Linked DNA regions of Mus musculus: all the other regions are linked to region 2. The links are chromatin contacts, called in public Hi-C and promoter capture Hi-C maps. All regions are on one chromosome and are shown on one strand. Each heading gives the region's core, a stretch centred on a gene start, on an enhancer-like site or on the middle of the called end of the contact. The rest is flanking DNA. Distances are from core to core; before and after follow the strand shown.

What was found. Promoter capture Hi-C pulls out the DNA fragments that hold promoters and counts their contacts. A called contact is a pair of places that touch in the nucleus more often than the background predicts. Capture Hi-C pulls out chosen DNA fragments and counts their contacts.
Region 1: a promoter capture Hi-C map of the SN4741 cell line shows a contact between it and region 2, with 3 times the contacts expected there. The contact joins the promoter of D930007P13Rik here to the promoter of Zfp385a in region 2. A contact is called at or near these places in 7 of 39 promoter capture datasets (3T3-L1-derived adipocytes, the SN4741 cell line, embryonic stem cells and 4 more) and 2 of 9 other capture datasets (liver and pancreatic islet).
Region 3: a contact with region 2 is called in a Hi-C map of bone marrow-derived macrophages, with 51 read pairs. The contact joins the enhancer-like site here to the promoter of Zfp385a in region 2. A contact is called at or near these places in 1 of 39 promoter capture datasets (the C10 cell line), 12 of 484 Hi-C or Micro-C datasets (the 63-12 cell line, the BV-2 cell line, the Ba/F3 cell line and 8 more), 3 of 115 datasets of contacts at active chromatin or transcription factors (bone marrow-derived dendritic cells, bone marrow-derived macrophages and microglia) and 3 of 9 other capture datasets (adipose tissue, macrophages and pancreatic islet).
Region 4: a Hi-C map of the G1E-ER4 cell line shows a contact between it and region 2, with 3 times the contacts expected there. The contact joins the enhancer-like site here to the promoter of Zfp385a in region 2. A contact is called at or near these places in 16 of 39 promoter capture datasets (the 3T3-L1 cell line, the C10 cell line, the HPC-7 cell line and 11 more), 4 of 15 datasets of contacts at CTCF or cohesin (the G1E-ER4 cell line, the NIH/3T3 cell line, embryonic stem cells and 1 more), 12 of 484 Hi-C or Micro-C datasets (the G1E-ER4 cell line, the N1E-115 cell line, cerebellar granule neurons and 4 more), 22 of 115 datasets of contacts at active chromatin or transcription factors (the 230-238 cell line, bone marrow-derived dendritic cells, bone marrow-derived macrophages and 15 more) and 3 of 9 other capture datasets (embryonic stem cells, liver and pancreatic islet).
Region 5: a promoter capture Hi-C map of liver shows a contact between it and region 2. The contact joins the promoter of Smug1 here to the promoter of Zfp385a in region 2. A contact is called at or near these places in 8 of 39 promoter capture datasets (the C10 cell line, the SN4741 cell line, cranial neural crest and 4 more), 1 of 15 datasets of contacts at CTCF or cohesin (embryonic stem cells), 1 of 484 Hi-C or Micro-C datasets (rod photoreceptor), 12 of 115 datasets of contacts at active chromatin or transcription factors (the SCID.adh cell line, effector CD8 T cells, embryonic basal ganglia and 9 more) and 3 of 9 other capture datasets (adipose tissue, liver and pancreatic islet).
Region 6: a Hi-C map of pre-B cells shows a contact between it and region 2, with 4 times the contacts expected there. The contact joins the promoter of Pde1b here to the promoter of Zfp385a in region 2. A contact is called at or near these places in 4 of 39 promoter capture datasets (the 3T3-L1 cell line, the C10 cell line and cranial neural crest), 6 of 484 Hi-C or Micro-C datasets (B cells, bone marrow-derived macrophages, cerebral cortex and 3 more), 7 of 115 datasets of contacts at active chromatin or transcription factors (bone marrow-derived dendritic cells, bone marrow-derived macrophages, embryonic hindbrain and 3 more) and 4 of 9 other capture datasets (adipose tissue, liver, macrophages and 1 more).

Annotation. Positions count from the first base shown.
Region 1 is chr15:103,144,838-103,148,488 of GRCm38.p6, forward strand. D930007P13Rik (Riken cDNA D930007P13 gene) reads right to left here and starts at 1,991. Exons shown (of 7, transcript NR_045743.1): 1 at 1,477-1,991; 2 at 678-763.
Region 2 is chr15:103,338,624-103,342,108 of GRCm38.p6, forward strand. Zfp385a (zinc finger protein 385A) reads right to left here and starts at 1,463. Exons shown (of 8, transcript NM_013866.2): 1 at 1,424-1,463. The coding sequence starts at 1,433.
Region 3 is chr15:103,469,957-103,473,566 of GRCm38.p6, forward strand. It overlaps Nckap1l (NCK associated protein 1 like), which reads left to right. Exons shown (of 31, transcript NM_153505.4): 10 at 1,273-1,329; 11 at 1,571-1,667; 12 at 2,812-2,921; 13 at 3,083-3,215; 14 at 3,561-3,610. Among named protein-coding and RNA genes, the nearest start is that of Nckap1l, 18 kb to the left of the region's middle. Within about 2 kb of position 1,720, at least 26 of the 459 cell types and tissues checked have an H3K27ac peak or open chromatin away from gene starts, as enhancers often do. A contact at or near this core is called in the BV-2 cell line, bone marrow-derived macrophages, macrophages and 2 more, where this site is marked.
Region 4 is chr15:103,181,927-103,185,583 of GRCm38.p6, forward strand. No RefSeq gene overlaps it. Among named protein-coding and RNA genes, the nearest start is that of Smug1, 20 kb to the left of the region's middle. Within about 2 kb of position 1,430, at least 104 of the 459 cell types and tissues checked have an H3K27ac peak or open chromatin away from gene starts, as enhancers often do. A contact at or near this core is called in the G1E-ER4 cell line, bone marrow-derived macrophages, cerebral cortex and 1 more, where this site is marked.
Region 5 is chr15:103,161,556-103,165,136 of GRCm38.p6, forward strand. It overlaps Smug1 (single-strand selective monofunctional uracil DNA glycosylase), which reads right to left and starts at 1,729. Exons shown (of 6, transcript NM_027885.3): 1 at 1,717-1,729; 2 at 248-419.
Region 6 is chr15:103,501,213-103,504,569 of GRCm38.p6, forward strand. It overlaps Pde1b (phosphodiesterase 1B, Ca2+-calmodulin dependent), which reads left to right and starts at 1,822. Exons shown (of 16, transcript NM_008800.2): 1 at 1,822-2,160; 2 at 2,249-2,371. The coding sequence starts at 2,262. It also overlaps a transcript of Nckap1l not described here.

The DNA of each region.
Region 1 (3,651 bases), core at 741-3,240, 190 kb before region 2:
GAATGAAAGCAAAGAACTGAAGACACTTTAGTGAAAGTTTCTGAGGAGTGAGAATATCTCCTGCCTCTGTTGTCTCCTTCGAGCCTCTGTCTCATGGGTGTAGCCTTGTGCTCAGTAGCCCTCTGCTGCCTGTGACAGTGCAGGTACACAAGGAACATTCAGTTCTGCTCTAGGGGCCTTGGTCGCTTGCTGGCAGGAGTCCCCAAGCAAACTGTTTCTCAAGGCCTCAGTTTCCCTATTGGCAAAGCTTTAAAGAGGAGGCAGGATTTCAGACCCTATTGATCTGTTTTTCCTGGTCTAGAAGGCTGAGCATCTGGAATCTTGCAGGCCCTGGTCAACAGTGAGTGGCACAAAGTGCCCAGAGTGGCTGTTGTGCAGAGTTCCCAGGGGAATGAAGCCAGGACCATATAGAAAACGACCAATGAGGGCTGCTCAGAATGAGGAATGGCCAAGTCAAGAGTCCTCATCCCACATCTCTCCCCCAAATCCTCCTCAGCAGTTTTTTTTTTTTTTCCATTCTGTTGCAATATTGAAGTATCTGTGCTCTTGTCTTTGGACCCCTGAAGGATCACACCCAGTATCACTGAGGACTCCTAAATCTCTATCGCCAGCCTAGTCTTCACAGGAAACTAAGACCCATGAGCCTCCTCTACTTGGATCTTTAGCAGGCATCTCACACTAAATGTGTCCAAAGCATGTCTCCTGATGCCAGCTCCTTGGTATTCCATGATACCAGGTAATGACAAGTTCCATGTTCTGGTCACTGGTAGGAAACAAAACAACACAAAAACCTCTTAGTTTTTCCTTGATGATGCTGCTTCCACGGTTCCCATCTGACTCACCGCAACCACCCCCCACCCCCACCCCGAGCTGACTCTGCAACATTCATCCAGGCCCCACTCTCTCCTTGCTGCTACAGTGCACTCTTGGACGTCCTTGTTTCCCACTGCATTCTCAACATGACAGCATTGAGTAGTCAAGGGGAGTATGCATATCACTCTCAGGCCCTGACTCTCCAATGGCTCCCTGTCCATTCAGAGTGGAAGTGCAAGTTTAGCTGTGACTCATTAGTCCCCACATGATCGTGATTAGCTTTCTGTGACCTCTTAGAAGCCACAGCTCATTCCCTTCCTTATTTTCCCTGCTCCAGCCATACCGGCCTCAATGCCATTCCTCCAGCATGCCAGACTGCTCGCAGGAGGGTTTCCCCTTGCTGTTTGTCTGCCAGGAAAGATCTTCCCTAAATCTGCCTGGGTCGTCAGCATATGGTAAATGCCAGGTTCCATATGTTGGGGGGCAGAACACAGATATGCAAGGGAGGGAACGGGAAGATGAAACAGGGGAGTCGGGTACCACACAAGACATGAAATGGCTTGTCTTGCTTTCTGTCTTCCTGGGATTCTGTCTTCAGAAGATCAGGGATCTCGGGGTGGGGCTGCTCTTGGTTCTTCAGCAAGTGGCCCCTTTCATACTAACCTCAGGGCTGATGGACCCACATCTATCAATCTCAGGACTTCTGGACAGGAGCCGTCTGATGGTCCTGAATGAACAGGCCGGTCCTTTCTATGCTGAAAGGATACAGAGAAGAAGCCACCTCTTCCAACCATGCACTTGTTACCACCACCTTCTGCCTCTCCTTCAAGCCTCTTACTCTGGTGCTAGGATGTAGGCTTGAAGAGGAAAGGGAAGGGCTCAAGGTAAAGGGCACAGGAGGCCTAAGAGAGTAAACTGAGGCAGAGAGAAACACAAGCTGTGCAGAGCCAGTGACCCAGAGATAGAGCGGAATTGCACAGGCCAAAAGGGGTCCAGGTCAGAGGTGGATGCAGCCAGCAGGTGAAAAGCAGCAATGCACTGAGGGCTGGGCGCTCTGTCCAAAGGATTAAGGTAGGTAGGCTTTGGAAGTAAGGAGCCCAGGACAGCTCCGAAGAGGAACAGGCGGGGCGGCGCGGGCAGCAGGACCACACGCTGCCGGGCTGCGCGGGCGGAGGCAGACTGAGGCGGGCGGAGGCGGCGGGCTCAGCGGAGCGGGCGGGCGCCGGGAGCGGGCTCGTAAAAGCCGCGCGGCGCGGGGAAATTGCCGCCAGAATCGCTGAGCTCCACAAAACGCCGCCCGCGCAGCCCGCCGCCGCGCCCGCTCCAATCTCCAGCCTCATCGGCGCGCGGGCTGGTTATGCATTTAAATGTTATTTAATTGGATTGCGGAGGAGCTGGGGGCCAGAGTGCCCCCGCCTCCGCCCCGCACGCGCTGCACGTCTGTTTTCCGAGTCACAGATTGCCACGCACCCCCTCCTGCCCAATCCTTTGCCTCCGACGCTTCTCTCCCTCCCTTCTGAACCCGGCCAGAGGACACTCAGAAAGACATCAGCCTATGAAGACTGAAAACTAAGAGGCTACGCACGAACACACACACACACATCCTGAAGACGCACAAAGACATAGCAGCAGCAAAAATTGGCTACACTCACTTATACCAGTGTCCATCTGGAAGATTAAGAATGGCAAACAAATATGGTCCCTAGAACCACAGAAGTACACAAATGTGTATTAACACACTCATGCTGCAAGACAAAACATCACCTGACCTCTCCCGGGGTAATGACACTCACAAAGCGACACTGCCAAGCATGGGCAGAAAGGATGCCAAAGCATGACCCTCATAGGGTAAGGCAGAGACCCTCCCCAAAGCTGAGTAAGAAGGGAAGCCTGTGTTCACTCTTACACTCAGCCAGACCACCACCTATTTGCTTTGCCTATTCAGGGTTGGAAAACAAAACCTTTTGTTCAGCGACATACTGTCCTCCCAAACCACAGCACAGGAAGCTTCAAGAGGCAACTGCATTTGTAAGGATGTTTTTTAAACCGAACAAAGAAAGAAAATTGAGTCCCAATTACAACAAGCGGGATAGCAGATAGACACCAGGAGGGCCTTCCTGAGAGGATAGAAACTGGAATCCCAAGAGGTGAGGTTGGCCATGTGTGTGAGGTGGGGAGCTAGCTAAGAAGTCAGCACCGTGGAGGTTAGGGTCAAGGGTTAAGGTTAGGGAGGAGAGCACGTCCTGCATAGGCAGTTCTCCACAGGCTCCCAGCCAGCAACAGTTAACTGTTGACCTGAGATGATCAGGATTACGCCACTTCAATTAATGAAAATGGAAATGGCAACCTGGCTTGGCACAGGTCCCCGCAGAGGACCATTCTGGGCTCTCCGCCATCCCTTCTGCGAGCAGGGCCCGGAGACTTGAGGATCTGAGCGGGGCTGTGGGGACAGAAGAACAGGCAAAATGTACGGGGGGGTGGGGGTGGGGGAGATTCTATTGCAGCTGACCTGCTTGCATTGTATCTGAGAGCATGAGGGCCCAATCAGAGAAGAGAAAGTATCCTCACACACAGGCTAATTCAACCTTGTCTGCTAAAGTGTAGGTTCAGGCAGGCTGACAATCAGGCTTCTGAAAAGAAAAGCAATTGGTTTCCCCCTAAGCAACTTATTTCTGCATCATCTGATGGCCATTGCTGGGCAGTCGATCCATGTGTCTAACCTCAATGTCTCATGCTCCAGTTGAATTTACTTCTCTGGGGAAATATCGGAGGGAAGGAGAGGGACTGGCATTCTAAATAGGAACACTAGGAGAGCTGAAAGTTGGTTTGAGATAGGCC
Region 2 (3,485 bases), core at 213-2,712:
CTACTCTGGGCAAGCAGGCTATAGCCGCTACAGCTGGCCCAGGATACAGCTAGAGTACAGGAACACAACGGTAGGCAGAATGTGGAGCCTGTGTGTTAGGGTCCTGAGTCTAAACTGTGTTGAGGTGTCTCCCGGAATTAGAAGGCAGACCACCTACTAGAGACAGCCTTGGGGCAGAGGGATTTAAATAGCTATGATGGTTGGCCAGCTGGAGGGAAGCAAGGCATAAAAGTCGTGAGAGAGGCTGAGACCACACAACAGCTAGATGGAGGAAGGACGCAAGAGTGGAGAAATGGGCTAGGAAAGATACACAGTCACTGGAAAGAAGAGAACACAGGCAGAGAGTCTTGGGAGAGGGATGAGGACACGGGATATAGTTCAGCATAAGCACAGAGCCAGGTGTCCTCAGTGGGGGCAGGGAGACCACAGGTGTCTGAGAGTGGTAGGGGGCTTCACAATAAACAGGGCCCTGGAACCGGCCTAGCCAGGGTGGAGGTCAGAGGTCAGAGCAGGCCCTGCACTGCTGTGGCAGCAGGGTTGAGGGCAGGGGCTGCTGCGGAGTCCGGAGTACAGCTAGGCCCTCTCCTCCCCCATCCCTGGGGCTCCCTTCCCGATGTAGGTCATGAAGATGGGGTGGCCAAGGCTGAACGGGCTGGCTGTCAGAGCCCAGCGGGACTTCCCTTCCCCCCACTCTGACTTTCCTTCTCTCCTTGGTCTCCTGTAGCCCCCGACCCACGGCTGGGGTGGAAGGGAAGAAGGAGGAGAAGAAGAAGGGCCCAGGCAGCCGGCGCAGGGAGAGAGGGGCAGGTCCCGGCGTGTCGGGGCAGGATGGCTGCGGAGACAGGATCTAAGCCGCAAGAGCCCGGGATGGACAGTTTCCCACCCGCTCTTCTACCCAGCCCCCTTATCTTCACCCGTCAGGTTCCCACCTCCCACCACACTCACCTCGAAGCTACACCCAGCATCTTCTTCCTCCGCCCCCCACTTCCTCCTTTCCCTCTTATCCTGGGCCCAGAAGGCTGTCGGAGTGGCTAAGCCAAGGGTGGGGGAAGGCGCTGGAGGTGACGGGTCAGAACCTTTACTCCAACTCTACCAGGCCAGGACCAGCCCCCTCCCACAGTCTCTCCTGCACTGTCTTATAATATTCATGAGCCTCATGAATACGCAATGTTCTCATTATGGGGCGGGGGTCTCGCTCTCTCGGCCTTCCTTTTGCCCCTCCCTATGTTACCAGGAGAAACCGCAGCTAGGGGAAGAGAGGAAGAGGGGACCCCAGATGTGCAGCCAGATGAGGGGGGAGGGGGAATGAGTGGCAGACCGGCGGCCGCAGTCACCGCGGTGCCGAGGTGAGGGAGGGTGGGGGTTGGTGACCCAGTGAGAAGGAACCAGGGACCCGGATCCCAGAGTCGTGGAGACCACTCACCGAGGATCATGCTGGGGACCCTGGCTCCCGGGGTTCCGCGTCGTTCTGTCCCGGGGGCCGTTCTGGTCGGACTCGGGGTACAGGGGGGAGGAGTCGGGGAGGAGCAGGGGCGGGCCGAGGCGGAGCGGGGGCGGGGCCCACAGCAGGTGAAGACCGGAGGGGGCACCCTGGCACCCCGGGCTCCGCGAGGGGGCGTCCTGGCAGCCTCCCGCTTCCTCCAGCCTTTCAGTTACCGCCCCCAATCTCTGGGTTTTAGGATGTCGCTTTAGCTGGGGCTGGGGAACAAGATGGTGTGAGGTTATTGAGGAGGCTGGGAACTAAAATGCCTGGGTTCCTGAGTGGCTCAGTCTGAGGGCGGGAAGACTCATTCTCAGCTGATAGAGGGACAGGATCCTAAGTGATCTGGGGAGGAACAGAGCCCGGGTTGAGTGGGATAGTGATGCCCCTCTAGAGCAATGGGCTGGGTGGGCCCTGGAGGTGCAGGGAGGATGCCTGGGTCCTACTTTGTTCCGCTTCGGAGCAGGATGTCGAGACTGACTATCAGAGGTGAGTCGTGGTTCTGAAGATGGATTCGAGGTTTATCTGACAGTGTTCTTAGGGGAAGCTAAGTGAACAGATTGCATTCAGTGGTCCTGAGGAGGCAGAAATTAGAAGCTTGCAGTGGTGATTGCTAGGCTATTTAGAAGATGACAGAAGGTCAGAATCAGCGAGGTTCAACCTTATAGAGATGTCCTGGACTGAGCTGGGGAGGAGGGGCATTTATCCCGGGGTTAAATGCAGGACACCTTACCAAGAAGAGCTTTGATTCAGGTGGCAGGGGTGTAAGAAGGCTGGGGAGACGTTTGAGAATGGGATGTTCCTAAGGCAAACAGGAGGAAGCTGGAGTGTGAGAGTCGGATAGGTATCTAGGGAAGATGCAGCTGCTACAGCCTGAACCTGTCTGTACCTGCCACAAGAGGGAGGGCAGCAGGCAGAGTTCCCAGAAGGCCAAGCAGCCAGCTTTAGGCCAACCCAGCCAGAGGGAGAGGGGGTGAGACTGGGAATTGGAACACTCATGGTTTAGGGAGGGTGGAGGCAAGAGTGAAAAGCGGGGTCATGAGTGATAGGATTGGATTCAGAAACTTTGAGGAAAGGAGGGCATTTCCAGCTTCTGGCGGGAAGTTGGGGCTTGATTGCTAACTCAGGTGCAGGAATTTTAGATTTGTTCCTACTGTGAGCCTCAGCAATGTCTGCCTTCCATCTGTGAAAAGCTGTTTGCAATTGCCAAGATACTCCAGCTCAAGGCTAGGTGAAAGATGGGTGCCGGCACCCTAGTCTTTGAGTCCTGTGATCCTGCTTTGAGGAAAGATGTGGGATCTCTGGGTCCACGAGAGGCCATCTTCTCGCTTTGAATCTAACTTGCTGGAATCCTCCTGCACTTCTATAACAGAAAGCCTGCTTCCTAGGTTTAGCCCCTCCTCTCCTTTTCCAGGTTTCTCCCCTGGGGAGGAGACATACTAAAACGAGGGCCAGCACTGGGCTTGGCTGATTCGAGAGCCCCCTCCTTGCCCTTCAGGCCCACCTGCCCACACTGTCTTTCCAGGGTCTCCCGAGTTAGGTGGAACTCAGATGAGGGATTGCTTAGCTTACTATGGGAGGCAGCTGGCTAGAGGGTGCGGTGACCTTGCAGGCAGCTGGGGGGTTGGGGGAGCATTGTGTGGGGCAGATTCATTATTGATGAGCCCCTGCACCCCAGGCTACTAATGAGTCCAGGCCGGCTGCCCTAATTGATGTCAAGAAACTTGAGACCCCCAGATCATCTTCCCGCTTGCCAGCTGCCTCTCCTGAGCCCCTTCCCCCTCTGACATCTCCAGTCGCTCTGCTTCCGTTTACTTCTTCACTTCTCTCTTCCATTTCCACCAACTCAGGCAAGCAAGGAGAAGGTTCGGGCGGCTGATCTCCACAGACAGACTCCATTCTCCTCTGGGTTGCTCAGGCCTCGGAGTGGGAGACACATCCTATCTGCAGGGCAGGTAGGGTGGTTGAGGAGAGGCAGCTCAGTTCAGAGACGACAGACATAGAA
Region 3 (3,610 bases), core at 470-2,969, 130 kb after region 2:
AGCCTGAATGTCCCTCAGTTAATGAGAAGTGGGAATATGAAATAATTCTAGCTTTTTTTTTTTTTACTCTTAATCTTGTGTCTGTCTCCTGTACTGGATGGAAGTTGAAATAATTATCCATTAGCAGTGCTATAGAGTTGAATCCTGATTTAATTAAGATAGTTCTCACTTCCAAATGTCTTTAATTTTCATGCTAAGTTCAGTAAAGGAGAGGCTTGGAGAAGGGAAATGAGAGGTTACAGAGTCTTTCTAGTGCTATGGCAGCAGCTGACAGGATGAATGAAGATAGTAGGGGCAGGAGCAAGAGGCCACTTAGTGTGGGATTCCGGGGGCAGGTCTCTATTAGGAAAAAGATAGGATCAAACAGATGAACCACAGTAATAACAAAGGTTATTTAATTTGGTGATTCAAGAGTTCACATTGACCTCAGAGGAATGGATTGTGCAGTGTTGAAGGCCTTATGAGACTGGAAGGGTCAGTGAGAGGTGAGGAGGGAAAAGGAGTATATGTCTGGAGGAGCTGCTGGTGCGAGAGAATAGGTGGAGTTCTGTGTCAAGTGAGGATCTCCAGAAGTCAGAATTGTTTCTTGAGAGAAGCAAATAAGGCAGCAGAGAGGGAGGGATAGACAGTGACAGATAACTGGTGAGCTAAACATCAGGAAGAGTGGGTGGGTGGAGGGGAATGGGATGTGTAGTAAGCAGGGGTGAGAAAGGGAAGGTGGTGGTTTGTGACTCCCTTCCTTATCTCAATCAAATCTGCAAAAGTAGTTGACCGGAAAGTATCCAGCAGTATCCAGTGTGTGAAAGGACCTGACCTTCATCACCAGAGGCCAACTGACCACTGCAAGTCATTTCCTTCCCACAGTGGTGTACTGTTTCCTTTCCGTTTTCTTTGTCTCTTCTGTTTTCCTCCTTTCTTCCTTTTGCTCCTTTTTTTCTTCTCCTAACCCCCTTCACCCTCCTTGTCTTTTGACAGACTCTCTGTATGTCTCCCTGGCTAGCCTTCAACTCATGATTCTCCTGCTCTGCCTCCTGACTGCTAATGATGACAGGCATGCATTATCACAACCTGGCTTGGCTCCTGTAGTGATTGTCTCTTAGAATGAAGCAAACAGAGCACAGTGGCCTCTAAGTCACAAGATGGCCTCTAAGCCACTGGATAGCCTTGTTTGCATAGTGTGAGAAGAATGAGTGAGAACCCTGCTAGTTAGGGTGTGTGTACTTACTAACAGATGACATGACGCCCTACTGTGCTTGGTCTGTCAATCCTCAGGTACAGTAAGCGAGTGGCAGACATCAAGGAGAGCAAGGAACACGCCATTACAAACAGGTAAAGGTGGGATGTGGGCCTGGAGGGGTTGGGATAGGAATCTCTATACAGACTTGTGGGCTCATCCCAGGAACTTCCTGCAGCCCCACAGATGTTTGTATTTTCTAAGTTTGAGTTTAGCACTGAGCCTTCCTCCTGCCTGACACATCTTCCCAAGTGCTGCTCTCTTCTGCACTACTTCAGGGGGAACTTGTGAGGGAGGGAAAGACAATATTCTCTATTTTACGTTTTCCTTCCTCAGTGGCCAGTTTCACTGTCAACGCCGGCAGTTTCTGCGGACAGCTGTGAAGGAGTTGGAGACTGTGTTAAATGATGAACCAGGCCTGCTTGGTCCTAAGGCAAGAGAAGTGTTGGGGGAGGGATGGTGACCAATGACTATGTGTGTGTGGTAACCTAGCACTTATGAGTCACTGCATTTCGAGACCCCCTCATGCATACGTTTGAGTCACTTCAGAGCAGTGCAACAGCAGCTTTCCTTTTTCTGGACAAAATTCACAGTTCCTCTCTGTCAGTCATCACCTGATTCAGGCCATCCTCTCTAATTTGTGTGTGTGTGTGTGTGTGTGTGTTTATGTGTGCTCATGCATGTTAGCATACATGAGTCTGAAGGCCAGAGGATAATCTCAGGTCCTGTTCTTCAGGCTTTTTACCTTGTTCTGTTAAGACAGTCTTTCACTGGCCTGAGGCTCATGCATTAGGCAAGGCTGACTGACCAGTGAGTCCAGGAATCTGAAAGTCTTTGCCTCCTAAGCGCTGGAATTACAAGTGCATGCCTCTGTGCATGGCTTCTTTTCTCATGGGTTCTGGTGACTGAACTCAGATCCTCATGCTACCATGGCAAGCACTTTACCAATGGAACCATCTCTCATGCCCCATTCCTGAGTCTCTTGTGGTCAATTTGTGTGTGTGTGTGTGTGTGTGTGTGTGTGTGTGTGTGTGTGTGTGTGCCTATTCTGTGACTCCCCAAGTGCCCAAATGTTTCGTGTTTTACCCTGGCAACATAGCATGCCATCTAACAGCTATTTGCATACTTGGCCTATCTTCTATTTGAGTGCAAACTAATTGATGACAGAGCTTGCTTTCTGTTTTAAGCTATATAAATACCCATTAAGTATTTCTAAAATTTAATTTTGTGAGGAGGGAGGGGTATTGACTGTGAGCTTGGGCCAACATGTGTGTGTCTGAGTCATATGGTTCAGCTTTCTGTATGCCTGCATGCTTGTTTCCAGATGTCATTCGTGTGGCTACCCAATTATATCCACATATAGATTATTTCAATACTTTTTTTTTCTGTGCTTAACACTCCCCCCCCCCCCCGTTCTTTTGCTCTGTTCTGGGCATTGAACCCAGAGCTTTGTACTTGAGAGGTGAGCACTTTACCAACTAAGCTATGTCTCCACACTAAAATTTAAAAAGAAATTGTTTTGTAAGTAGGAAATCTTTTTAAGTAGAAAATTCTAATAGGCTTTTTTTCTCTCTTAGGCCCTTTTTGCTTTCATGGCCCTGTCTTTCATTCGTGATGAGGTCACTTGGCTGGTTCGCCATACAGAAAATGTCACCAAGACTAAGACACCCGAAGACTATGCTGACTCGTTAGTATTTACTTAACCTTGTCCTTAGACTGTGAGAACAGGCAAGGAGGTGTCACATGATCTGGGGGGGGGGCGCATCTCAGTCCCTGCCTTGAGTGGCTGTGTGTGTCCTCTCACAGTTCTATCAATGTCTGTCTCTGTCTTTGTCCTTGTCTTTACAGGAGCATTGCAGAGCTTCTGTTCCTGTTGGAGGAGATCAGGGCTCTGGTCAGAAGACACATCAAAGTTATTCAGCAGTACCACCTCCAGTACCTGGCCAGATTTGATGTCCTTGTGCTTAGTGACATCATTCAGGTATGTTCCACTGATGACATCTCGGAGACTCCAGCATGATTCCTGGTGATTTTTCCCTCTAGAGCCACTGTGGCTGAATGTCTATAGTTTGGGTGTCATAAAGCTGCTATACACTACAGATGAATAGTCTCAGCAGATTTCTTCCCTCTAAGCAAGAGGAAAGAAAATGAAGAGAAATGGCATGCCTCATAGCAGGGATCCTAGGCAGCTCCGTCTGTTTCTTGCGTGGGTTTTTCTGTTTTGGGTAGCCAGCAGTTCCTTCTACTTTCACACACTGAGCCCGTGGCTGCGTTTTCCATCCTATGAACCTGTGAGCACTGACTGCACCTTCGACTTTTCTTTCAGAATCTGTCCGTGTGTCCAGAGGAGGAGTCTGTCATTATGTCCTCATTTGT
Region 4 (3,657 bases), core at 180-2,679, 160 kb before region 2:
GAGGAGCAGGACAAGTGTGGACATGGGCAAAGCCAAGGTGGCCGGAGGAGCGTCCTTTCCTGTGAGTACTTTGGAGATAGGGAGAGGCCCATACTGATTTGTGTGTTCAGAAGACAGTTCTGGCAAATGGGGAAGAGCACTGGTACTTTGGAGCTTGGCTAGGAGACCCTGGGAACAGGCTGGACTCCGGGCCTCCACAGTGGACATGAAAGATCCCTCTGAGGTCTGGGGATTCCCACTCTGCTGGTCTTGAGTCGCTGCAGAACTGCGTGGGATCGTTGTTCTTAAATCTTCCCACACCTCTGAAGGATGGAGAGGAGCCAGGCCTGCCTTAGGGTCGGATAGCGTCTATGGGGTCCACCGGCGGCCTGCAGTGGAGGCAGCGCCGCTGCCAGCAGAGGGAGCGCGCGAGACGTGCCGGAGCAGGGCCTCGCTCTCGCGGGCGCCCCCTGCCGGACACCTGAGCCTCTCCCCCCCACCTTACCTCCCCCCCACACACACACACCCGGTGTCAACCGCGGGGACGGGTCTTGGGGGACTTAAACTCCCTACTGTGTGCTTCCAAATTGCGACCACCCAGGGCGACTTGGGCACTGGAAAGAGCGAGGCGAGGCAGGTCCTGCAGACAGTCTCGCCCCGGAACCCACCGGGCCAGCCTGGAGCGGGGGTGGGGCGCGGGGCCACCCGGGCGTCCCAGTGGGCGGCCACGATGTGAGCACCTGGTCCGACCCGCCGCCGCTTCCGGGGGTGAAGGGCGACTCATTCCACCTGAGCTTCCTTCCATTGCCTCCCCCTCCCACCCACCCCGCCCCGCCCCGCCCCCCCCCCCCTCGCCGCAGCATTTTTCACACCTCCTCTCCCTACCAGTTTCTAGTTATGAGGGGGTTTCAGGTTACAGTCCTCATTTTCAGTCCTTCTCCCTGAGCATCCAGGTTTGACTACTTTGGGGAAGTCCTTCTTGGTGTCTAACCACCATCCCTCTTACTGCATCTACAGCCAAATCTGCCAAGTTACAGCCTCACTGGAGAAAGTGAGTGCCTTAATTTTCTTCCCACTCTTGCTTACAATTCCGTTCCCCTATACAAAAAACTGTCCCCGCCACTCTATCTTGCATTCCGTTCGCCTTTTGTCATCCAGGCCATCCAACGCTGCTTCTGATGGTCTCCCTCCACCCCCATTCTAATTTCCTATCTCTCCGCCTCGCTAGCTGTGCCATACCCAATCCCCAAGAGCTGGACTGGTGGAGAGCCTCAGTTTCCCTGGGAGGGCGCTTAGTATGTGGCTCCCTCCCCGCCCTCCTACTAAGCGTGATTTGGGGTGTGGGGATGGGGGATGGAGGTCGTAAGCTGCTTGCGGAGAGGTGCTCGGTGGGAAGCCTGAGCCGAGTCTTAAGAGTCCCGCATCCCGCCCGCACCAGCGTGGGGCGCACGAGTTCCCATTCTTAGCTCAAGGAAGACCCCGTGTGGCCGTTGTAGGTGGCGCAGAAGAGGGAGAGCGCCCAGGCGCCGGACCGGATTCCGGGGTTCTAGCCTAGGGTAGGGACTTATTCCTCAGCAGTGCCTTGGAATCCTTCAGCCTGTTCACACACACTCAAAAACACAGCAACCTGGACTTGTAGAATGGTTTCGCCAAACCACAAGGAAAAGTAACGTACTAACAGCAGCAAGTGTGATTGTGGTTAGACTTCTGGAAGGACTTCAGATAGGGAAGCAGGGAGACGGATATTAATGAAGGAATGGAGGAGGGCAAATGGTTTGGTCCTGGGAAGAGAGGATTCTGAGGCTGGGGTGAGTGTGGTATCGTCACAGCGAGCCTCACATGCCTGTTCATTAAGGAACTACGCTCAGCTGACAGGTGGGTAGGGAAATTTCTCCATGCCAGGGGGCCTGCTCTTTGCCTGTGCCTTATGCAGGATGAGTGTGTGGGAGCCCAGGAAATGGTCACCCAGCAAGCGGGACTGGGACCATGCACAGCCCACCCTAAGTCTTTTGAAGCAGGAATTGTGACAGCGCCGCGCTCGCTCCCCAACCAAGGCGCCATGTCATTTGCACACATTTGCATATCCAGCTGTGCTCGGCTGCCTTTGGCTGCATGCCTTCATTTGGCAGTGGGTGGGCTGCACGCAGGGCGAGTGAGACCCATGGAGCGGGCCACCTCTGTGCTTGACCGCTGTCGCCGGCTCGCGCCACCTTCTGGGCATCTCTTTGCATCCTCCAGCCGCAGACCGAGGTCCACAACCGGGATTAGACACCACCACCTCCTAGTCTTCCAGGACCACTTAGACTCCTTCCTAGTCCAACCTTCCTGAAGGACTGGTGAAGTCTGGTATCCTGCTGAAATGCAGTGTATGTGATTGGGGTGCCCCAAAACTCTGGAAACTCCCCGAATTTCAGGCAAAGATTATGATGTATGCTCTGGTTAAGAACATCCTTCGACTTCTGCCAGCAGCTCCATGTAGCTTGATCTCTTACATCTGGGCCAGGCTTGTGCCCACTGGCCTTCTGTCAGAGGACTGCAGCCTCTGGACTGCCCTCACTCCGCTCATGAGCTGTTGCCTTCCTACCCTGACTGCCTTCCTGCCCTCTTGTCTCCCAGACAGAGTTGGTGGTATAGGCCTGTAATCCCAAATGTTCAGGAGTTGAAACAAAAGGATCACAAATTCAAGATAACCCCGGGCAATGTAGGAAGACCCTAAAAAAATTAATTAAAAAAAAAAATTGGCCGGGCAGCGGTGACACATGCCTTTAATCCCAGCACTTGGGAGGCAGAGGCAGGTGGATTTCTGAGTTTAAGGACATCCTGGTCTACAGAGTGAGTTCCAGGACAGCCAGGGCTACACAGAGAAACCCTGTCTTGAAAACACACACATACACAAAAACCAAACAAACAAACAAAAAAAACAAAGTAAAAAATGTATGTGTGTGTGTGTGTGTCACACATACACACGTATATCAGATGTTAGCTGACACCTGTAATCCTAGCACTCTGGATGCTGAGGCAGGAAGATTATCTTGAGTTTCAGGTCAGTCTGGGCTACATAGTAAATTCCAGGTCAGCCAGAGCTTCATATCAGGATCCGGTCACAGTAATAAGTATCATTATTAATAATAAAGCTGATCTTTAAAGGCTGGGGATGTAGTTCAATGGTAAAGCACCTGCCTACAGTATGAAAGGCCCTGGGTTCTCTCACAGAACACACACACCCGGAGATAAAAGAAAAAAGAGCTTCCACTGTCCTCTCAGGCCCCCTGGCACCAATATCTGCAGAGGCATTTGGTCTCTTGCACTCCCTAGATTGTGAGGTCTCTCAAGACAGGGATCATGTCTGTTCTTGGTGGTGTCCTACTTTGAGCTAGAGTCTGGTGCTCCAGGGTCAGAAAAACTAGACGGCGATTTAACAAGTGAAGCCTGCCGGGCGGTGGTGGCACACGCCTTAAATCCCAGCACTTGGGAGGCAGAGACAGGCAGATTTCTGAGTTCGAGGCCAGCCTGGTCTACAAAGTGAGTTCCAGGACAGCCAAGACTATACAGAGAAACCCTGTCTCGAAAAAACAAACAAACAAACAAAAAAAAAAAAAACAAGTGAAGCTCGATCCTCTCAGGGACCCACAGACACTCCAAAGTCATCCAGGCAATCTCAAGGACAACCGTGAAAAA
Region 5 (3,581 bases), core at 479-2,978, 180 kb before region 2:
GCCCTGATCCTTAATGAACCATTACTGATGGATTCCTCTCTACCACCCATAACCCCAGTATGAGAGAATGATGGTAATAATAGTATATCACTAAGCTACATCACTAGCTCCCACTGCCTCTGCTGCTTCCTCCTCTCCCTCCTCCTCCTTCTTTCTTTTAGACTTTATTTTTATCTTATGCGTTTTGAGACAAAGTCTCACTACATGGCTTTGCCTGTCCTAAAATTCAAGATGTAGACCTACTAACCTCCAACCAGTGGCCTTCTTCCTGCCTCAGTCTCCCGAGTGCTGGGATTACCTGGATGTGTCACCATAGCAGGCTAGAAATCTGGTTTGTCCACACAGGCTCCCAGAACATTCTGGAAAGCTGAGGACGGTGTGGCGAACTGGGTTTTCTGGGACCTTTGCTTTGCAAGTCCCTGTGTAGAACCAATATTAGAAAAAACAGCACAGGGATCTCTCTCAGGTCTAAGATGGGTCTGCTCTGGGCTGAAGACAGCAAGGATAGGCATGCACAGAAGTGAGGAGAGCTTATTTTCACTGTTCATCTGGTAGCAAGTGTCACAGGCTAACTAGAATGCTAGTCCTGGTTTCCTCTCTTAAACGGTTCTTTCTCTTAACAGTTGTTTTTATTTACTAGGGAGAGCAAGCACACCTTAGCAACTCATGTGGCAAAAGATAACTTTTGGGAGCTGGTTCTCTTCTACTGTCAAGGCTCTGAGGAATGAATATAAGTCATCAGGTTTGGTGGCAAGAGCCCTACCAGCCAAGACATCTAAGAAGGTTCTCTTGCACAAATCACTTTAAGGCTCTTCTCTATAGGAACCATCAACCTACCTCCAGCAATTGTTTATTTCTTAAATATTTGAGTCCCTCATATGTTGGGGGGATAACTCCAAAATAAGATATAAGACAGGTTTGGGATAAGCCATGAAGAGCTAAGAGGACAGATATAATCTGAGCTTTGCTGTCCTGGACAAAAAATCAAAAAAAAAAAAAAAAAATTCCTAGCAGGAAGTCTGACAGTCCTCCCTAAAGTCACCAACAGCCATAAGCTCAATGCCTGATGCTGCAACTCAGTGGAGTGTATACCAAAGATGAATGAAGCCTTGGGTTCAATCCCCAGCACTGTAAACCAGGTATAGAAGCTCGTATCTATCAGCTCAGCACTCAGGAGGTAGAGGCGGAAAGATGAGAAGATCAGGAGCCTTTTGTGTGTGTGTGTGTGTGTGTGTGTGCATTTTTTCCCCTCAAAAAGCAAAATGCCTTAAGAAACATGTCACACATTTCAAATTACATTAAAAAACAAAGGGCAACCCTGAGATACATCCAGGCCACAGTGCGATGGAGGCTCATTAAGTAAAAGTACTGGCTGCTCTTTCAATGGTTCTCAGTTTAATTCCCAGCACCCATAATGCGGCTTGCAAGAGTCAAACTGCAGTCCTATAGTATCCAATGTCCTCTTCTGGTGTGCAGACAAAACACCCATATATAAAAAATAACATAAATAAACCTAAAACAAAAATAAGAATCCAAGCCACTAGCTAGCCGCTGTCCCTTGTAGGTGGTACAGAAATCCACAGGATTTAAATCAAAACAGCGCTGCAGGGCTCACAGGGGCCCCTTGTAGGCCTTGGAGTCACAGAGCGGCTACCTCTCCGGAACTCCGAGAGCCCCCACCGCCCTTCCCAGAGATCCAGCCCCCTACTCCCTCACCTGCACAAGCTCCCCATGCAGCTTCCGCTTCCTTTCTTCGTCCTGGCGCGGAGGGCACTGGGAGTTGTAGTCGACAGCATTTAAATAAGAAGAATGGCTAGCGACGTCTGCTTCCGCCGGAAATGCCAAATCCCCGGAAAACTCGCTAAAAGAGTTCCACGGGTCGCTGGGGATTGTAGTTTAATAATATGATTTACATCAAGACGTCACAACCATCTGGACTCTGCAGCCATCCCCAATACCTCATCCACCAGAGACCTTTCCCTCTTGCTGCCCCGAGGTATAAGGCATCATCTTTGCAGCCCTCCAAGGGCCATTAACTGTTTACATAACATCCAAAGAGGCAACCGTGTGGTTGTGGCGGATCTACAGAGTGAGTTCCAGGACAGCCAGGGCTACACAGAAACCCTGACTCGACAAAACAAAACAACCAAACAAATATCCACGAAGGCATTTCTCTCAGCACCTACCTCTTTGACAGTGAACATCCCTGTTAGCATTAGCATCTAAATCCACAGCCTCGCCATTTTAATCTGTTTCTCTCTTGCCTTGACATCTGCCAGCCTGTATCCTGAATTGGGTTTCTCCAAGAAGCAAAATCAAAACCATCCTTTTATCAATGTGAGGAGATGTATTGTGGAAATACGCTCACAGCCCTATGGGACCTGCTGCCTGTAAGCTGGAGAACCAGGGAAGCCCTTTGTGTTAAGAGCCCTTCCTTAGTCATTGGTTGCACTGGACTCTGAACAGGTTGGTGGTGCCCACCCAGGTTAGTAAGGAAGATCGTCCTGACTCAGATTTTTGTTTATTTACCAACTCTTATGTCTCCTGGCCCTCATAAGTAGACATATATAAATAACACATCCCATCTTTCCAGACTCTCCTACAATAGTCTTCCCAGGAAGCCTTCTCCAACAAACTTTAATCCCTAATTGCACCTAACTAGCCCCTCAGCACTGACTTCCAAAGCCATTCACACCCTGCTTTGTTCCTATCTAACTGGACATTTCACTGTGACTTTTCACTCAACTGGAATCTTCCATGGGTAGATATCTTCTGGGTCCCTTGCCTTCCCCAATACTCATGCCGGGGGAAGCCAGGGCTCTCATCACCAAAGCAAAGTCCCCAATGGGTGCTAGGGAAGAAGACCAGGGAACCCAGAACACAATGCCTTTCCCAAGACTGCTCTAGCATCCAGATAAAAGCAGTGGGTGCAGCTGTTGTGAGTAGTGACCATCCAGCATCAAGGTGAGGAATCACTCACCTGTATTCCATCGAGGCTGCCCCTTACTTGCTGAGCTGTAGTGCACAGCAGCCTTGTCCCTCTGGGTCTTGCCACTTTCTTTCTGTACGATTTGTCGCTCACCTCTTCCATGGCTTGCTTTCTGTCTCTAGGTGCCTCTATCTTCCCCTGGGCACACCTCAATATCTCTACTTCCTCTGCAATGAAGAAAAGTAAACTTCGTGAACAGGACTCTCTATCTCTGTTTTCTGCACATTTTCCTGTCTCCAAACAAACAAAACCTCACCATAGTGTTGTCTTGTTATTTAAGAATCCTAAGAGCCTGTTGAGACAGGAGGGCTGTATGTAACACCACAGCTCTGGGAGAGGAGGAAGGGGTATCAGAAATTCAGGAAGTTCCTCTGCTACATATCACATCCGAGGCCAGCCTGAGATAAGTGAAATCTTGTCTAAAAAAAGGAAAAGAGAAAAAAGAAGTTGGTGGAAGGATGCAAGGAATTAATTATAGACTTCATTTTCCGTTCAGATACCTGTGTCCCCCATAATTTTTTGGCTTACCCGATTCTTCCAGTGGGTTTTTGTTCCTGCTTCAGGGGTAGGGGTTGGTGGTAGTGGTGGTGGT
Region 6 (3,357 bases), core at 572-3,071, 160 kb after region 2:
GAAGAATAGCTGTTTTTTTTGACTCCTCAAATGGGACAAGAATACCTTCATATTCTGGTCTCTTTAGAAGTTCATAAAGCTGAAATGTGATTTCACTTCAGCTTAGAGGGAGGAGGGTGAAGCTGAATACCAGAACATGTGACTAAAGAAAGTGAAAGCCAAAGAGTGGAAAAGGCCTCGATCGACTTGGCTTTGACTTACAGGTTGTCTCTGTGGGACTGTGTTATTTCTTCTGTGCACACTTTTCTTGTTAAATGGAAAGGGAGGTAGATAGATTTTATCAATGACCCCTTTCTTAAAAGGGTCAGGAATTGGGAGCCTAGGAGAGCTGAGCATGTCACTGTGTTGACATGTTGAAATTATCTTTGTGTTGAAATGTTGAAAGTTCACCCTGGAACCCTTCTTCCCTTTCACCAGTTGAACACTCTGTCTGTATCAGAAAAATCCTTAGTTCTAATGAAATTTTTGAGTTAGAGCATTTTAACTCTAATCCTAGTTCATAATTAATTCTTGTGTAGTTTCCAGCAAATCCCTTCTTCAGGTGATAAAGGAGCTGGCTCACAAATTCTGTAAACTACATTGTGCAAGAGTGATAGAGTCTCAGATGCTGAGGTCTCTAGTCTGTGATTGCTTCTCTGGAGAGGAGGGAACAGTGATGTTTGTTGAAGTTAGATTGACAGAAGGTGAGGTCCCAAGATTCTTGTCACTTTTGGCTCTATCTCCAACTCTGCTGTAGCTTTCTATCTCTGTGCTTCCCAGTGGCTGCTTCTCCTGGCAGTTTTTTTCACAGTGGGAGTCTAGCACTTCCCCTCTGATCCTTTCTCTTCCTTCACCTGAGAAAAGAGGAGCCTCCACTCCATAGTTTAGAATATATGTCTCCTCCCGGTCACCCCTCCTCCCAAACCCCAGAGTTCTTGAAATGAAAAGTCACATTCTGGAACCCTGGATTAGTGGCTTGTTAGAAAACCAGCAGTCAGTGAATCCATTTCTATTTGCAGATTGCATGAGAGTTTCTACGGTGCCAAAGTAGGTGTTCATTCAGAGAACAGAGAGACAGAACTGGGTCCCATGGTGGGACACGGTAGGATGGAAGAGGTTTTGCCCTGTCACACAGTCTTGAGTTCAAATTCTACTTTCTTGTGTCACAAAATATTTATTCAGCAGAGAGGCTGTTCTACACTGGGCCTTTAGCTCTTACTTTTTTTTTTTTTTCCTTTGAAGGCAGAATAAAATGAAGTCAGTTGGAACGGCTGCAGGCCTGCAGGCCAGGCTAGCTATCAGGCTTGCTTTCCTGTCTGTGTGCAGTTACTGGGTAGTTAAGGAAGGCATGGGGGCTGCTTGATCTGCAGAGCTTTAAAATACATAGAAATTCCCTCTGGGCGGGCGAAGGAGGCAGGTCCGGAAGACCCGGTTGTGGGAGCTGAGGCCAGCTGTGGGATGCCAGCATTGCTCCGAGCCACCAGAACTTTTCCTTTCAAAGACAGGACCGCGGCGTGTGGGGGTTGGCCTGGCTAGGTTCTGAGGATTGTGGCTTCACTCCACCCACGGCCTGGTATTACAGGGAGAAAGAAGGACCACCGAGGATACGCGGGCAACCAGCCACGCGTGGAATCTTGGGACCACATGCGCGCATTCACAGAAACTCTGAACACACCCAGAGGGAACCACCCCACCATCCACACGAAGTCCTGCGGGCCGCCCGCGCGCGCTGTCAACACGCACTACCCCTCTCCCCGCCCCCCCGCGCGCAAGGGCACACGCAGCAGCCACTCGTACTGGGCGCCTGTGAGCGCGCTCGCCCTTGGGCGCTTCTGAGTGTGTGCACCCCTAGGCTCTCTTGCGCTCCTAGGCGAGGGGGAGGAGTGGCTACACTGCGCGGTAGACCGGCGGGCGGGCGGGTCGAGGAGCAGGGAGGGGAGCGAAGGGAGGGGGCCCTGGCCGGGGGAGGAGGAGGGAGGCGAGGAGGCGGCTGTGGCAGCGCACGGCGGCGGTGGCGGAGGTAGCGGCGGCGGCGGTGGCGGCGGCAGCGGCGCGGAGAGCTGGAAGCTGGAGCCCAGAGCTCAGCCGGGTAGCGTGAGAGAAGCAGCCGCAGGAACTGCAGCCCTGCTAGCTTGGGCCGAGCAGAAACACACCGGCCTGGCTGGTCCACGCCAGCCGCAGGTGGGAAGGGTCTAGGATGAGGGGCGAGGATCTCTCGGTAAGGGTCCGAAGCTGAGCAGAGGGGCTGTCTCCTCCTTCTGTTCTCTAGACAGTGGCTGAGCATGGAGCTGTCCCCCCGCAGTCCTCCAGAGATGCTGGAGTCGGATTGCCCGTCACCCCTGGAGCTGAAGTCAGCCCCCAGCAAGAAAATGTGGATTAAGCTACGGTCTCTGTGAGTCTCTGGCGGGGGGGGGCGGGGGGGGCGGTGTGTGTGTGTGTGTGCGCGTGTTGAACTCTCTTTCTGCGTGTATGTGGTGCTGCAATTGGAACCAGGCAGGTAGATTCTCTTGGTCACACATGTTGGCAGGTGCGAGGAAACATGGCCCTGACATCCTTGTCCAGGTCACATGTATGGGTCCTTGGCAGAACGAGCCTGTTGGTTAGAGCAGGTTTAGGAGTTGCAAAGCTTGTGCTTGTGTTTGCGGCCCTTTGGGTGACAGGCTGACACGCAGCAGCGCAAAGAGGCAGCGCACTGTATGTGCGGTGTGACAGGGCTGCAGACAGGCAGCGTTCAGGAGGTGCCAGGCTGACTCACACATATCCATGTGCAGGGTTGTGCAGATGTGAGACCCATCACATGCAGTGTGCACGAGTGTTCATGGGTCACAGAGGTGTGAAGAGCACTTGCACACCGATGCGGCGGATCTAGTGCACAGAGAGATATTTGTGCCAACCTGTGGGTTCTATATATCTTCTTTGGGATTGGTCGTTCTTCCCCCTGCATCCCACAGGGAACAGGATGAGGGTGCCCTGCACTTAAGAAGATCATCTGCTTTGGTGTCTGGAAATTGCATATTTAATGGTCTGGAGGAGTGGGTGGAACCGTCACCTGGGCGCTAGAGGACCGGGTGATTGATAGTGAAGAAGACTGATTGATTGATAGGAACAACATGATTGGCTTAATCAAAGCCTTTTTATTTATATAGGATCTCTCAGGATCTCCAAGCACATGTAAGCTTCATTCCTTATTGTGGGACTAGAGTACATGGAGAGGCCTGAAAGAGGAGAGGACGAACTCAGGTGTTTCATGCACCATTCTGAGAGAGAAAAGGAAGTTTTCTTCCTGCCCCTCAAAGCAGAACAGGATTGGGTCATGTACCATGTTTACCTCCCAGGCAGGTGCCGTTGGGTAATCTCTAACACTCTGTGGATTCTTAA